2 separate regions of the Rattus norvegicus genome follow, and region 2 is linked to region 1. The links are chromatin contacts, called in public Hi-C maps. All regions are on one chromosome and are shown on one strand. Each heading gives the region's core, a stretch centred on a gene start, on an enhancer-like site or on the middle of the called end of the contact. The rest is flanking DNA. Distances are from core to core; before and after follow the strand shown.

The links. Hi-C and Micro-C count contacts between places; a contact is called where the count stands out from the background.
Region 2: a contact with region 1 is called in a Hi-C map of Schwann cells, with 4 times the contacts expected there. The contact joins the promoter of Pxk here to the enhancer-like site in region 1. A contact is called at or near these places in 10 of 12 Hi-C or Micro-C datasets (the A7r5 cell line, the Rat2 cell line, Schwann cells and 6 more).

The regions. Positions count from the first base shown.
Region 1 is chr15:19,203,041-19,206,859 of GRCr8, forward strand. Pxk (PX domain containing serine/threonine kinase) reads right to left here. Exons shown (of 18, transcript NM_001399677.1): 14 at 2,617-2,694; 15 at 2,051-2,137; 16 at 1,422-1,491. Among named protein-coding and RNA genes, the nearest start is that of Pdhb, 22 kb to the left of the region's middle. Within about 2 kb of position 1,726, at least 7 of the 93 cell types and tissues checked have an H3K27ac peak or open chromatin away from gene starts, as enhancers often do. A contact at or near this core is called in Schwann cells, where this site is marked.
Region 2 is chr15:19,256,649-19,260,467 of GRCr8, forward strand. Pxk (PX domain containing serine/threonine kinase) reads right to left here and starts at 2,023. Exons shown (of 18, transcript NM_001399677.1): 1 at 1,821-2,023. The coding sequence starts at 1,922.

The DNA.
Region 1 (3,819 bases), core at 476-2,975:
CCACCCGCCCATCTACTCACTCATCCATCCATCTTCCATCCACCTACTCATCCATCCATCCACCCACCCACCCATCCATCCATCCACCCACCCATCCACTCACTCATCCATCCATCCTTCCACCCACCCATCCACTCACCCACCCGCCCATCCATCCACCCACCCCTCCACCCACCCGCCCATCTACTCACTCATCCATCCATCTTCCATCCACCTACTCATCCATCCTTCCACCCACCCCTCCATCCACCCGCCCATCCATCCACCCACCCATCCATCCATCCACCCACCCGCCCATCCACTCACCCACCCGCCCATCCATCCACCCACCCCTCCATCCACCCACCCACCCCTCCATCCACCCACCCGCCCATCCATCTCACTGCAGTGTCCAGGCTTGTCTTCAGTTCCTGTACTTGAAGAATCTGCCTCAACATTGAGAAGCTGGAACTACATGCATATACCACCATGTCCGCCCTTCCATGTTTAAAGTCTTTTGCTTCTTCACTTGTCCCTCCTCATTCTGGTGTTGAGGAAGGGATGAATGGACTTCCTCCACTCCTGACACGGACAGTGGGGCTTTCAGTGCTCACCTTTGGCCCTCTACCTTCTCCATCAACCTCTTCTTTGCATCTATCTAGCTCCTCCCTTGCTGATGGGTCCTTCATCTCTTTAAAGTATAATCAGCTTAACTTCAATCTCCCCTTCCCATTCATCCCCGTCATGCTGAAACTGCCTGGGTTACTGACACCTCCCTCCTCTACACTGAACTGTATTTCACAGATTCATAAACAGAACACTCAGTTTGATCCTCAACCTGGCCCAAAGTTGAACATATATTAGGTCCAAAGTCAGCGCGGCCAGCAGAGGGGCAGCTGAGAATGACTGTAAAGACTATCAGAGTCCTGATCGTGCCTGAGAGAATGACTCGAGAGTGGTTCTCTCTCTCTCTCTCTCTCTCTCTCTCTCTCTCTCTCTCTCTGTCTCTGTCTCTGTCTCTCTTTCTTTCTCTCTGTCTCTCTCTCTGTCTCTCTCTCTCTCTCTCTCACACACACACACACACACACACACACACACACACACACACCCCTCTGTCCTACCCTACCACAGAGTCTATGCTTTAATCCACTGGGGGAACACATCCTTCAACCACATGGGTTCTAGAGCAGTGGGCAAGATTTTTTCCATGTACACAAAAGGGCCTGATTTTCTTCCACATCAAGTGCTCTTGTCTTTAACAGATGGAGTCCAGCCATCAATGGAGAAGTGGGAATATGAGTGTTGTCACGATTCTTCACAGGGGACAGAGGTTTTCTAATCTCTGCTCTCATTACCGTGCTGCTCAATCAAATCTCCATACACCTAGAGTCCTGAGCTGCACCTCTGGATGCTGAGCCCCACGACAACGTCTACCCAGTTACCTGAGTTATTGGCGTTGCTGTGCTTCACTGGCTGCTCTTCACTGTTTTCAACAGCAGATCGTTTTGACTTCTTTAAAAATAAAAGAAGGGTGGGTGGTAAGCAAAGAAAAAGCATGCTGAGCTGAGAGTTTAAAAAAAAAACTTCAGACATACAGTTAGCCAGCTATGAAGAATGGTATATTCATAACCTATTACTGAGAAGCCACAAGCCAAAAGAGAAAATATAACCAAGAATGCTGACTTCACCACCCAGGCTGACCATCTCCTCCAAGCATTTCCTGCCACAATGGGCCTAACAAGCCAGCAAACTATATGCTAATGATGTGTGCATGCGTGAGTGAGTTCGTGTGTGTGTGTGTGTGTGTGTGTGTGTGTGTGTGTGTGTGCCTATGCCTGTGTGTGCACATATGTGCATGCAACACTCCCCCAAAAACATAATCTACTAAACAGGAGCAGGACAGACTGAACTGGTAGGAGCTAGTGTATGTGTGTAAGTTCCAAACCAGTCATCTGGAAACGCTTTTAGCTCCCAAGATAAAATTGTGTCATTAAGTGTGCACCACTAGCCTTAGAATTTTCTTCAAGTGTAGTCAAGGATCTAAAAGAGAACACAGGGACAGCAGGCTTACCTTTCGAGCTAAGATCTTTCTCCTTTTCCTTTCCTCCTCAGATCCATGGTGTGACTGAGCTCTCGTTAGTCTTCGATGCTGGTGAATCTTTAAGAGACCACAATCCCCAACAAATGTAAATAAGTTCTACCTAAAGCAGGTTCTTAATGACTTCTATATGTTTGACCGCATTAAGCTGCTAGGCTAAGCGAGGTCATTCTTGGCCAGCCTGTGGCTCAGGTCTGGCTCTCTGGGAGAAGGACATGCTGAACGACGATGATCCATCTCACTTTCCCAATCCCTTCCTACCACTGATCTTTACAGAAGAAAGTGACCCATGAGTGCTACCAACCACCCCACCAGCAAGACCTGATCGTGAAGGATGACCACACCAGGCTGTGTGCTTGCTCTATGCAGACGGAGCAGACTGAGGGCAGGACTGTGACATGTTCTCTGTCACAGCACTTAGCCCAAGATCTGGCTAAGAGCAAGTATGCAGGAAATGTATATGGGGTGCACATCCAAAGCCAGTCACTGTGAATGGGTCACTGAATGATCACAGGGATGAGGGGCAGCTGCCGGCTTACCTGCTTCTGTTCCTCGGTGAGTCTCTTCTCTATACATTCCTTGGCGATTCTCAGTGCCTCTCTTAGTTTCGTGGGAATCTAAAGGACAAGTAGTACATGAGCTTCTGAGGGAAGTGGTTGGAGTCTCTCAAGTTCCCAACACATGCAGCAGCAGCCGTCATGACACAGGGGGTCCTCTAGAACAAGGCCAGTTAAAGCCACACGCTCCATGTACACCAGCTGCGCTCACTTGCCAGCACTTTCAGGCCACGGGTGCATAGACTTAAAGCATAACCACACTGTGTTCCAAGTAGTTCAAGGGTTCCAGAACTGCCAAGGCAGTCTCAAAGAGCAAGCACAGCATCGAAACCTATTATTACACACTCTCCCGAGACATCATTTCAAAACCAGCTATTACACAGTTAATAGACAAAAATGAGAGATCCCAGGAACATGCCCTCGTGTACATAGACAAATGGTTCTTCCACACACAACCAGGGAAGAACAGTAGCTTCAAAAGAGTGTTCGTAAATGTTAAATACCCACATAAAAAGTAGTCAAGTTAAATCATTACCTTAAGTCATCTTTGAAAATTAATTCAGCATGGGTGCAAGATCTAAAACTGTAGAACTCCTAAAGCTCAGGAAGGCACTTCATGGCCCTGGACTTGTATTTCTTTCTTACGAATCGTCTACTTATTTTTGTTTGGGGGACAGCATCTCTGAGCTGTGCAGATGGGCCTGGGACCCTCCCCTGCAGCTTCGGCAGCTACGTCAGCCGCCACTCACCAGTTCTGGCTCTCTGCCAGGGTGGGGTAAGGCTCTGACCTGCCAATCTAATGTAGCCCAGCTTGGCCTTGAACTAATGATCCTCTTGCCTCAGGAATTACAGATATATACCATCCTACCCAGCTGGAAATGATTTCTTGGATACAACGCCAAAAACATAGGCAATGAAAGAAAACAAGGAATAACCTGGACTAGTTAAAATCAAAACTTTGTTCAACAAAGGACACTGCTCACAGTGAAATTTAAAATATGTCAATACTTGTGAGGACTTGATATCATAAGATATAGAGGAACTTATGCAAATGAACAAAAATGTATAACCCAACTTAGGAATGGGAAAAGAACTTGAATAGAAATTTGTTCAAAGAAAATAAACAAATGATAAAAAGAAATGCCCTGCCTTATCAAATGGTGCTTTCTTCAGTTAAAAAGAAGT
Region 2 (3,819 bases), core at 773-3,272, 54 kb after region 1:
TGCGTCTCTGTCCACAGCCAAGGAGCAACTTCCTAGAAAGCCGTATTTGAAGGGTGCACCTTTGACCTTTGAGACCTACAGCCAGCACACCGTATAGCTCCCTTCGATCCACCCAACAGAAAACAATGCCTTTCTCTTCTCCGGCACACCACTTTCAATAACTACTTCTTTCCAACATGATTTCCAACTGTTCCTGTTTTCAAGGGACCTACTCGTAACCCATCCACAGTCCAAGGGGTCTGCGTCAGTACATGCTTTTTCTCAATAAAGCTTAGGGCTGAGGCAACATTTCTGTCTCACTTCGCGGCTAAAACGACAAGCGCACAGAACAGTCAAAAGTTACGCAAGACTGCTCTGTTTTCATTCCACATCTGCCTCTCTGTCTCTCTGGCTCCCTGGCTCTCCAGTGAGTCACTATCTTTCCTGTTCACTCATCATTTTAAGAACTGCCATTATTTTTTTTTTTTTGGCCCTAAAATTACTTATGTTTGTCTTAATGACAAGTTCTGGAGTAACTATGGAACCCATCGCATCTCTCACCACCACACTTGAGCACTGACCTGTTAGCAGCCCAGAAGTCAGGTTATTCTGACTTTCACAACCATGGCTTTCCACAAACAGGAAACAGGACATAGTGAGGCTACAATTCATTTACCCGTTTAACAGACACATATGAAATGCTATCAGAATGGGACCCTCCTGTCCTCTCCTGGAAGAGAGGAAATCACATGATTACCCTGGTGTCCATCCATGAGGCCTAGGGTAATAGCTACTCAGGAAGAAAGGTTTTCTAGAGATAGTGGTCCTGAGCATCCAACTCTTTAGTATTAAATAGACCCTATGAGGTTATAAGGTTTACTTGCCGTCAATCCAGTCAAAAATATAATTTGAAAGAATGATTGTTCCCTTCCCTAAATATGGGTTCTTAAATATTCACTTTGCAACAAATTACAAGTTCAACAAACTCATGGATATTTGGTGCCTTTCACGAGTTTCTACATAGGGTTTAGGATGCTACCACAGGGAGACAAAATGCATTTAAAAGAAAAAAAAAAAAAGACAGTCATTTCTCTAAGTGAGAATGAATACTTTCAACAAAGCAAAGCTGTCGATGAGGAAACAGGGGGTTCCAAAAAGTCTTGCTTTAATATGAAAGATCTCTTTGAACAGCAGAAGAACAAACATACACACACACACACAGACACTGACACACACACAAACAGAGAGACACCCAGAGAAAGTCAGAAACAAGAGACAGCGAGACAAAGAGTCAGAGAAATACAGAAGGCTATTGTGGGGCTCTAGTCTCCAGATGATGAACCCCCAAACACTGATGTGATAAACAAGCCTCTGGGCTGGAATCTGATTTGCTGGCCCGACAAAACATTACAATCTAAGGAATCCCAATCCCACCCCACCCCATTCATCATTTACTCAATCGAGTCCCAGAGCCTAGTAGCTCCCCGGGTTTTACTGGTTCCCGGGTTTATTGCTTGTAAATTACAATGCATAAGAGCGCCTTTCAAAAAAAAAAAAAAAAGTACGGGCAAAAGAAAGCAAGCGTGGCTTTAAAGCCCCATAAAAGACTGCATGTGGCAGAAATGAACTCGCCTGTGTGTATTAGGAGCACCGAGGGCTCCCCTAAGCCACTCCAGGGGGACAGGGATGCGCGGGCACACTGCCCCGGCCGCGGCTGAGCAGGAGGGAGGCGGCGGGCTCATACACCTGCCCGGCTCTGGTGCCCGCGCCCGGCCCGCTGCGCCGTCCGGCCTTCGCCCGGCCCCCGCCCTCGGCCCCGGCCTCCCGCCCCGGCCGCGCACCGTGTGCGACTGCAGACTCTGGCTCGCCTCGACGGCCGCTGTCAGCGGCACCGTGTCGTCCAGCAGCACCTTGCGGGCTGGCGGTTTCTCCATGAAGGCCATCCCGGGCCGTCGCCGCCGCCGCCGCCGCCGCCTCTGAAGCCGGGGCAGGAACCGGAGGCGCCGAACCCCGCCACCCGCCGCGTCCCGCCGCTGCTGTCAACGCGCACCGCCCCGCGCGCTGCCGCCGCCCGCGGGGTCCTAGCGCCGGTCGTCCCAGCCTGCGGGCTGTCAACACCCGTCCTTCCGATCCCGCTGGGTCCTAGCGCCGTACTTCACCGCAGGGTAGGTGACTGAAACCCCTTGCTCTCTTGGTGCCTCCTCGCCTCTGCATCGTACACTCAGTACCATGAGCTCCCGGCCTCGGGCGGAGGAGCACCAAACTAAACCATCACCACCACGTGTCACATTTAGACACTGATTTTCTGGACTCTAACCGAACTGAGTTTTTCTGATGAACCGTTTAGAAACTCAGATTAGCAGACTTGAGACCCTACTGCTCCCAATCACATCTTCCCTGCCCAAGGTCCTTAGATCTCAGGAAACAACAAAAAAACACCTTCAGGGTGGACCCTCAATCTGAGTCTGTAGAACAAATTTTCTAAACCAAATCTGGATTCAGGTTTTGAACCTGGATCTTCAGGAGAGCCTAGGCGCTATACTCTCATAGCTGGATCCCACAGTGTCTGAACCTTTAAGCAACAAACTCTAAGAACAGTGGGGGCAGGGGGGAACTGATGCAAAGATTTCCTTGCTTGCATGTGTAGTCCCTAGCTCTCGGTTGAGCCCAAGGTCTAAGAAACCAAAGAGCACTCAGATCTCTTAGACTCTGAGAATCTTTGGTGCTAGCATTCTGGCTCCAAGAACCTCAAACTCAGAACCATCAAACCTGACGATCAACTTCTCAACACCAAATCTACCTTGCTTCCCCCCCCCTTTTTTTTTTAAAGATTTATTCATTTTATTATATATAAGTACACTGTAGCTGTCTTCAGATACACCAGAAGAGGGCATTGGATCTCTTTACAGATGGTTGTGAGCCACCATGTGGTTGCTGGGAATTGAACTCAGGACCTCTGGAAGAGCAGTCGGGTGCTCTTAACCGCTGAGCCATCTCTCCAGCCCCTACCTTGCTCCCCTTAACCCAAGATCACAATCTTCCAGGATAAAAATGAAATTAAACTTAGATCAGATACCTAGGACCGTGTTGAGAATCTGGCATTTACTTCAGCTGTGTTATCTTGAATAAGTCAAATACACACACACACACACACACACACACACACACACACACACACCCTGTGACCTTCCACTGGCAAAACTAAGTTCAAGCCTATGTAGAATGTGTAATAGGAATGCAACCGGACGGGAAAGAACTTTGCACATGTTAAAAATCTCAAACAATATGAATTCCATCCTGACAATTCACAGAACAGAGATTTCTAACTCTTAAGTTTGTTTCCACTAAATTTTTATTTTTTATTAAGATTTATTATATATAAGTACACCGTGGCTGTTCTTAGACACACCAGAAGAGGGCATCAGATCTCATTACAGATGGTTGTGAGCCACAATGTGATTGCTGGGATTTGAACTCAGAACCTCTGGAAGAACAGTCAGTGCTCTTAACCACTGAGCCATCTCTCCAGCCCCACGAAATTTCTATTATTTCATTCATAGAAACAAAGCTTCTTTGTGACTCTACCACCACTGCATTTTGCCATCATAGCAAAGGTCTAGATTGCACTTGGTGGTTATCCTCTTCAGAGTTCAAGCTGAGAGATTGGCCGGCAACCCCAAGTAGCCCAGTGACACCAGAGTGCCTTCAGGAGCCAACGCTCAGTAGGAGACCTCTTTCCACATCTCATTTTTATTCCAATTTGCTTTAGAGCAGTCATCTGTGAAAGTCAAACCACGCATCACTTTAAGAGGCTTTCACTCTTTTCCTCTGTTTCTTTGT